Regions from separate parts of the Mus musculus genome. Here region 2 is linked to region 1. A link is a contact called in public HiChIP or PLAC-seq data. All regions are on one chromosome and are shown on one strand. Each heading gives the region's core, a stretch centred on a gene start, on an enhancer-like site or on the middle of the called end of the contact. The rest is flanking DNA. Distances are from core to core; before and after follow the strand shown. Region 1 holds the start of Mtch2 (mitochondrial carrier 2). Region 2 holds the start of 1110051M20Rik (RIKEN cDNA 1110051M20 gene).

Region 1 (4,372 bases), core at 668-3,167:
GGAGTGGTTTAGCTGGTAAGCCCCTCTCTTTTCTGGGCTCTGTTTTCTGCCTCTGGGAAGTTTTCACATTACTTACCATCCCCTCTTTTCTTTTCCCAAAGCTGGCCTATGCCAAGGTGCTGTTCTCTCTCCCTCCCTCCCCACCTTTGACTTTTCTTATCCTCCTAGCTTGAATATAAGTTACTAAGTAACCCATTCTAGGGTCACCACACTGAACTCTTATCAGGGATTGTCATTCATATCACATCTTTACAAATGGCCCGTTTGAACTGTGCTCTTCCTTTACTTATAATTCCGACTCCAGTTCTCTGTCCCATAACGTCATGGGTAGCTTTTGCCATGAACCATTAGGAATGTGGTGGGACATCCTCAGGTGCCCAACCCTTCAGCCCCGCGACATTCTGAGCCTCTCATTGCTCACAGGCAAATAGAATTTTTTTTCCTTCACCACCCATGCACAAATACCCTTCTTAATGGTCTTGCTGTTTCTAAGTCATGTTGAGAACTGTGTTTAATTAAGAGCAACATGTAATTTTTTTAGAATAAAAAGCTACCATTTACTATTGCATTTTTGTTGTGTATGCCAGGCTAGGTCCATATTGCTTTGAGATAATGTTTTGAAGTGGATATTATTATACTTATTTGCTTAAAAGTTTTGAAGAGTTGGGATGACCTATATAAGGTCACACTGTAACTGGCAGAGGTAGACTTTGGATGAGGCCCATTGGACTTCAAAGCCCGTGTGCCTGACCTACAAACTGCCTCCCAATATCAGCTAGTTCTGGGCTGAATAGAAGGCCATATTAGGACTAACTTCTGTATTTCAGCCAATTTCTCAAAAACTCCATATATACAGTTTCACTTAATGTTCATAAAAATACACTGAGTTAGTTGCATTGTCCTTATATTTAGATACAAACACTAAAAAATTTAAAAAGGAAAGTGACACATGGATCCAAAAGGAAAGCCAGATTCCAAACTCGGTTCCTTGTTCATTCTCAGCAGTACACACTAAGTGCTTGCACTAAGTGGTGTCTGCTACAGAACAAAGGGGCCAGAGCTGGAGCAATGCCTTTTCTTCATTTTGCCTCTAACAGCCTGGGTAGCCCGATTGGCACTGAGCTTTAATAAATCTTGAGCACTGGTACATGCCAGGCACTGGGGGAAAATAGTGTACAAAGGCCATCTCGGTTCCTGAACCCAGAGTTGACACTCTCAACTGTCAAAGACAATTTCCCAGTGACAGGTGTCACAAGGCAACGGGTAGGAAATACGGATAAAATGGATTTCGAGTAGTCAGAGAAGACATGAAAAAAAAATTTTTTTTTTTGGTCAGTATGTCACCATGTAACCCTGGTTTACCGGGTATCCAGTTTGTAAACCAGATTAGCCTTGAACTCACATATCCACATTCCTCTGCCTCCCAAGTGCTGGATTAAGGGTCTGTGCCGCCACATCTGACCCCGAGGGGGCACATTTTGTTGTAGTTGCTTTTTCTTTCCAGTACTGAGGACTGAAAGCAAGGATGTCGGGAAGTGCTCTACCACTGAGCTAATGGTAAACGCAAAATCAGGGACCTGCAGAATTCACTGTTAAGCCAGACAGGATCTGTTGTTCATTAGACATGACAACTCTAACGGAAAACAACCATCAAACTTTACGTCGTCAAAGCCTGAAAGAGGATAGGAGTATAACTCAGTTCTTCCAGTTGTTAGTCCGCTGACCTTGCCTTTGCCGTCAGGGTCACCCCACCACCACCCCATCATTACCATTCCCTCCCTACTCCTTCCGGACACTTCCGGCTTGCGCAGGCGCAAGAGAAATCGCCTTTCCTAGAGGCGCGAGGAGCCCACGCCCAGACGCATGCGCGTCCCTCCCACAAGCCCCGCCCCAGGCGGCCCCTCGCGAGCGCCTGCCGTTTCTTTGGGCGGGCCGGTGGGCGGAGCCTAAGCGGGCGGCGCGCCGCGGGCGGGCCAGTGAAGCCGGCGCCCCCGACACGTGATCTGGAACCGGCTGTGTCGCTTGGTGACTCCGTCTGTCCGTCCGTCCGCGGGTGCCATCATGGCGGACGCGGCCAGTCAGGTGCTCCTGGGCTCCGGTCTCACCATCCTGTCCCAGCCGCTCATGTACGTGAAAGTGCTCATCCAGGTATGAGTCGTCGCCCTTTCCTTCCCCGCCCGCGTCCTGTCAGGTCGCCACCGCCCTCTGCGCCTTTGGGTTGGCTCTGCGTCCCAGGCCTTCACCCTCTCGAGATGCTGCCCTTCTCTCCCCTCAGGAACAACTTCCACGGCCTCGCGCCCCTCTCGGAGACATCCCGAGGCTCGCCCCGGGCAGGCCGGCTCCCTTTCTGCAGCCAACTGCCACCCTTGCCTTCCCTGGCCGGTGACTCTTCTCAACTTTGTTTTTCCTTTCCCTGATCCTGGCCGGTTGCCACCGAGGGCTTCCCAACCCTTTTCTTGTCGCCCCTCTGATACTGGCGTTCACCTCACCTCGTTCACTCCTCCTCAGCGAAATATCTCAAACTCGAGACGTGAAATAACTCATCTATGGGCAAATTTAAAATTCTAGGAAAGCCAACATCTTATTGTTCTTACTCGGTTTTTCTATTTGCTGTTTCTACTTCTATTCCCGTTCAGAGATTTTAACACCAGATACCCGGATATACACAAGGAGCGCATTGAGAAGTGATAATGAAATCAGATTTCCTGAGGATCCATTGAGCGCTTTCACAGTAACCCATGTGGTTCATGACAATGAAAATCACGTTGGTTAGAGCTGGAAATCAGTTCTGTTTAAACACTTTAGCGAGTTTAAATGTAACATCAAACCCCGGATGTCTCTCTTGCCTCCCTTGCCAATCTGCTATAAAATATTTCTAAAGTGGTCATTTATATTCATGGGTAAGGAGGCCTACTTTTAGCTGGTGATAGTATTTTCAATTGCTCTTCTAACTTTCCCTGTGCTGATCAGGGCCATTTTTAAGCATTTATTGAGGATTGCCATACCTCATGCATTGTGTGTCCTGGAAGGAAGCAGGCTTTAGAATCCCTGTCCTCAATGTTTACCATTCTGAAAAGAGAAAAAAAAAAAAGCAAGACTCTAGAATGGACTTCATTTTTAAATTGTTCTTCATACAAATTGTTGCTAAGTTGACTAATATAAGTGTAGATGTTGAAGCGCAGAGTGAAATCTGTGTCTAGAACAGAATTGACAGTATTTCGCAGTACACGTATGAACTCACTACTCAATAGTTCTCAAAGAACAGTGATTTTAGTGACATTCAGTGTTTTTGCCTCAACAATCCAATATCCTAAATTCTGATTTCACAATACCTCGTGCGTTGCCAAGTATCTCAGGAGGTTGATGAAATTCCCAAATACTACTTTAAAGCTGCACTTTCAGTGAGTTCAGAGAGGGGGTTTTAACTCAGAAGGAAGAATTGCAACAGTAGAGCCCAAACTGCCCTGTATTTTTTTTTTTAATCTCAAGTATCCCTTTGGCACTATAATCACTGAATATATTGTACAAATAAAATGGCAATCATTAATTTTTATGGCTCTGTATATTGCTAATGAGTCTGTACATTTAACGTGGACCTAAGTTGTAATTATTTTTGTAAGTGAATTACCCAGCTGTATGCATTTGCCTTTGTTGTCTAGTTATCCATGTAGGTAGGCATTTGACGATGGCTCAGTGAATATTTTATTTTGTTCAAATATGAAAAATATTGTAAAAAATATGTCAGCTTTATCGGTAAACTAGGCTTTCCTGACACAATGGTTTGTTTCCTTGTTCTGTTTTCAGTTTAATAATCTAGTCACATGGTTTACTCTATAGACTCAACTCAAAGGGAAAGTTGGAGTTTATTGAACCCAGTCTTAATCTATCCAGCAGAACAAAAGGCTGATAAGGATGATACTTCATCAATGACTTAAAAAAACTAAACTGCATTTTTATTTGTAAAAATTATGGGGCTGAGGAGGTAGCTTGCTGGCACTGAGCATAAGGATGGACATTGGGTCCATTTCAGCATCAAACAAACACATTTGAGCCTGGTTTTCTTTTTACAAGACCTTGTAGCCAAAGTATTCCTGGGTATTGCTCAGTGTTGATGCATTCCTTTGTTTTTAAAGGTGGGATATGAGCCTCTTCCTCCAACAATAGGACGAAATATTTTTGGGCGACAAGTATGTCAGCTTCCTGGCCTCTTTTGCTATGGTAGGTGCCTTTGATTTATCTGGAAGGGTTGACATTGAAGGTTGGAGTTACTAAAAGAAAATACACAGAAGGCATGTTGCCTTGAAATTTTTTGTAACCTTGTATTTGGACTGGAACCTAAATGTCTGACTTGTGTTCCTAGCTCAGCACATTG
Region 2 (4,372 bases), core at 891-3,390, 600 kb after region 1:
TGAGAAAGATACTGTGAGTGTATGTATGTGTGACTGTGTGTGTGTGTAGTCCAGGTCAACCTTGGGTGCCATGCCTCAGGAGCCATCCATTTTGTTGTATTTAAAAATTATTTAATTATTCAATTAGGTCTCCCACACTCGCTCTGTCTCTCTCCACCTCCCTCCCTCCTCAGTGTGTGTGTGTGTGTGTGTGTGTGTGTGTGTGTGTACACACACACATGCAGAGGTTAGAAGAGGCCCTTGGGTCCTCTGAAGCTGGAGTCACAGGTAGGTAGGTAGGTGCTACAGCCCAAACTCAGTTCCTCTGGAAAAGTAGCAAGAGCTCTTAACTGCTAAGCTATCTCTCCATCCCCCAAGATAAATATCTTTTTATTTAAAAAACAATTTTGAATCAACTTTTCAAATGATCAAGAAATTTTAACCATCTGCCAGGTCTGGAAACTCACTCCTTTGAGTCCAACACTGGGTAGACAGAGGCAGGAGGATCTCTGTGAGTTCAAGGCCAACCAAGGCTACATAGTGAGATCAATTCTCAAAACATAAACAAAATATGTATACAGAGTTGTATTTTATTTTAAAATGTGTATGGTACATTCATATAATAAAATGTTATTCATCCATGTAAAGAAATGAGTATCAAGACACAAAACGACAAGGGGGAACCTAAACACCTACTGAAACACGAAAGAGGCCATCTGAAGAGCTTATACACTGAATGATTCCCATTATTCTCAAAGGGGCAAAACTTTAGAAGTCAATAAGATCAGTCATGGAAAGGAAAGGAGCAAGGAGAGGGGTGAATGAATGGGGGATGCACAGAGGAGTTTTAACCATGAAAAGATTGTTTTACATCTTAATGTGGATATATGAGAATATGAATTTGTCCAAGTCCAGAAAACTGTACAATACAAAGAGTGGACCCTAATATAAACTATAGGCTGTTGGTAATCACACTGAGCTAATATTCAGTTGCAAGAAATGTACCACACTAACACAAGAAATTAATAATAGAAGCTAAATAGAAGATACAGAGGGAAAAAACTCTACTATCAGCTCAGTCCTCTTTAAGTTTAAAACTACTCTAAATGTTTAAGCTATGAACTTTTAAATGTGTATGTGTGCATATAAGTGTATACACAAGGTCTGGAGAGATGGCTCAGCGGTTAAGAGCACTGACTGCTCTGCCACAGGTCCTGAGTTCAATTTCTAGCAACCACATGGTGGCTCACAACCAACTGTAATGGGATCCAATGCACTCTTCTAATGTGTGTCTGAAGACAGCTGCAGTGTACTTATATAAATAAAAAATAAATATCATAAAAAATGTTTTAAAAAAATAAGTGTATACACAAACGTATACAGTAAATGTGTTACACACTCACTGCAGGGTGCTTAGCAAAGTACAGTACTTAGTACCACACAGCCTTAGCTCAAGGGTAAGGTCAAGTTCTGCAAGGGGAAAATCTGATCCTAATACTAACTGTATGAGGTCTTATGCAATTGTCTCTTTAGCCTTAGTGTCTCCATCTGTAAAGTAGCAAACACAGCAATCCCTTCTATGATAATGCTGCATGCAAAATGCTTACCTCGTGCAGAATGCCTAATGAAAATGAAAAGCTCGAAATAACCGTGCACTATGAAGGCAAAATTATTATTTACAAAATGACTGAAGTCATTTCAGATGCCAAGTTTGCGTCAATACAAACCTATCAATAATAGCCTTGTTTGGGGCCTCAGATTCTTAATTGTGTTACTTAGAATGCAGTCCTCATTGCCTGAGAGCCAGTCCATATAATTCAGCCATTCTTTACTCCATAAATGTTATTTTTCATCCAGGTTTGGCCCTACATTCAGGCTCAGGCCCTAGAACCCCTTCTTTCTGTCCTCCCGTCCCATCCAGACCCGCTACCGTTCAGGCTCCGCCCCTGTCTCCTACCCACTCCTTCCCCTAACACATTACTCCTTTCTTTTCCCGACGCTGAAAAAAGCCCCTACCCAGATACTCGTAGTCCGGTAGAGCTAGGCGCTCGGGACTCAGCATCCTTTGACCGGGTAGTTTCCACGCTCCAGCTTTCTTCTTCCGGAACCCAGGTTACAGCCTGTCTCTGTTGCCATGGCACCCAGGCGGCCAGAGGAGAACTAGAAGGCTGAGAGGGTGTCACGTAAACAGTCTCCGACTGGCAACGTAGAGCCTATCACACAAGTTCCGGAAGCAGTCACTTAGAGTCTGATTTTCTTTAACTCCTATTTTTGGGATTTGGTTTTAGAATCTGTGAATTAAATTCTCTGAATGTGTCGTATTTTGTGATGCTGAAGAATTACTATCAGTGGCTCATATCTGCAATTTCTGGATTTCATAGTTTCTGTTTATTCTAACAATAATGATCATGTATGGCCTCGCCTAACACTGAGATCTCATTATCTATTATTAATCACTTTTAGGATTTACTCTTTCAAGTTGGTACAAAATGTTCTTTGTATCTTGGCAGCTTCTGGAGGTCGGGGATACGTCTTTAGCATAGAGATACTACTAAGGGCCACTGAGCAATCCAAGGGACCCCATGTGGTGAAAACAGCCTACCAACTCCTCCAAGTTGTCCTCTGACCTCCACAAATCCCCTGCCCCAAATATATATCTCGACAGGGTCTCACTGTATTGCCCAGTCGGGCTTAGAACTTGATGTGTAGACCAGGATAGCCTTGAATTTAAGAGATCTGCCTGAGCCTGCAGCTCTCAGAGGTTTTAATGTTTTAAAGGTGTGTGCCCCTACACCCGGTAAAATGCAATTTTTAAAACTACTCATCAAGTCCTCTGTAAGTTAATGACCATTCCTCTCAAATTCCCTTTAGCCGTTTGAGACTGCTTCTACTTCCTATTATTTGACATCTTGTCCAAGTGCCTTTCCTTTTTCCTACAAAGTCACTTCATTTCTCAAAGGAAATGGGTCAGAAACTAGAGCATTTATTACATATCCTCAGCTCTATCCTTTCTGAAGAAGAAAGACTATTCCTTTCTTTTCAAATAACCAGATTTTCTTATCTCCTCTCTCTGTGCAAGAACAGGAAAGAGATCTGTACAGTGTCACAGTCCAAACCTAGCAGAAAAAGCCACTCGATCCTCACTTTTGTTTTGTTTTGTTTTGTTTTGTTTTGTTTTGAAGTAAGTCCCTGCCCCTTCAACAAGGAGAAGTTTTCGAAAGAGGAGAGGTTTTGTGACAAAGAAAGAAAACGAAATTGATGTCATCAAAGGAGTGACTGGGAATCCCACAGACCACCTACACTGGAGTAAGTAAAGAGGAGGCTCTTCTCTTATGTTCTGAGGGGCCTATTCTTAGTCTCCCCAAAGGAGCTACTCAGACCTTGTAATTCTCCCTTTCCCTTAAATTTGTATATATGTCTCAATTCTAGGCTCCTGTGAGTCACTCTGAATTTGGATGTGGTAAGGAGAAAGGGACAGAGCCACACAAGGGACAGTGTTTGGTGTTCTGAGGTAATGAATTTTCCAGGTTGGTAGTTGTTGATATGAAGTCCTGCAAGTTTTGTTAAAAATAATTAACTTCTCCTTCCTCTACCCCTCCTCCATGCAGCTTGAGGGTATAGAAATTTAATGATTTTTCATATTGGGCTTATTATTATTGTAATGTAAATAGAGTAATAATAAAATTTTAAAAATTGAGATAGAGTCTTACATATCTCAGGCTGGCCTGAAACTCACTAGGTTGCCAAAGATGACCTTGAACTTCTGATCCCCCTGCCTCCATCTCTGGATTGCTGAGATTATAAGCATGGAACACCAAGTCTGTTTTATTTGAAGCTGGTATGGAAAGCAGCCATGTTAGTCAAGCACTCTATCAACTGGCTACAACCCTATCTCTAGGATGGTATTTGTTAACGATGACCATGTTGTCTTACTCCCAAGAAATCTGATTTTCAGATGATTTTCACATATTTTCATGTGTCCTCATGAGAACTAAGGCAATTACCCTGTTTCTAAGTAGGAGAACTGAGGCATGGGTCATAAAAAAAGGGACTTGCTTAATATCATCCATCTAGCCAGTGGGAGGGCTGGAAGTGGATCTCCACTACATCAACATCCAGGCTAGTGGTCTGACCACTAAACCACACAATCTTTTTTAGGGATTGTTGGGTTGGTGTTTATTTACTTATTTTTCTTTTTGTTCTGTCTTGCAAGCGACTGGGAGCTCCCAGATAAAAGCAGAAAGTTTTGAATTCAGGCTACACACTTGACATCCTCTTATTTGTGGAACATTATCCTGGGACTTGGAGAGTGCTGCTATTGGGGTCTGTGTGGTGAAGCTGGGAACCAGCCCCAAGAATAGAGCTTTGTTTGGACATTAACCCATTTGCGGTT

Evidence for each region. HiChIP or PLAC-seq counts read pairs in DNA pulled down with a chosen protein or histone mark.
Region 2: a contact with region 1 is called in an H3K27ac HiChIP or PLAC-seq map of microglia, with 7 times the contacts expected there. The contact joins the promoter of 1110051M20Rik here to the promoter of Mtch2 in region 1. A contact is called at or near these places in 6 of 39 promoter capture datasets (embryonic stem cells, hematopoietic stem and progenitor cells, hippocampal neurons and 2 more), 2 of 115 datasets of contacts at active chromatin or transcription factors (bone marrow-derived macrophages and microglia) and 1 of 9 other capture datasets (adipose tissue).

What each region holds. Positions count from the first base shown.
Region 1 is chr2:90,845,238-90,849,609 of GRCm38.p6, forward strand. Mtch2 (mitochondrial carrier 2) reads left to right here and starts at 1,918. Exons shown (of 13, transcript NM_019758.3): 1 at 1,918-2,148; 2 at 4,134-4,218; 3 at 4,361-4,372. The coding sequence starts at 2,062.
Region 2 is chr2:91,442,574-91,446,945 of GRCm38.p6, forward strand. It overlaps 1110051M20Rik (RIKEN cDNA 1110051M20 gene), which reads right to left and starts at 2,141. Exons shown (of 9, transcript NM_175123.5): 1 at 1,996-2,141. The coding sequence starts at 2,041.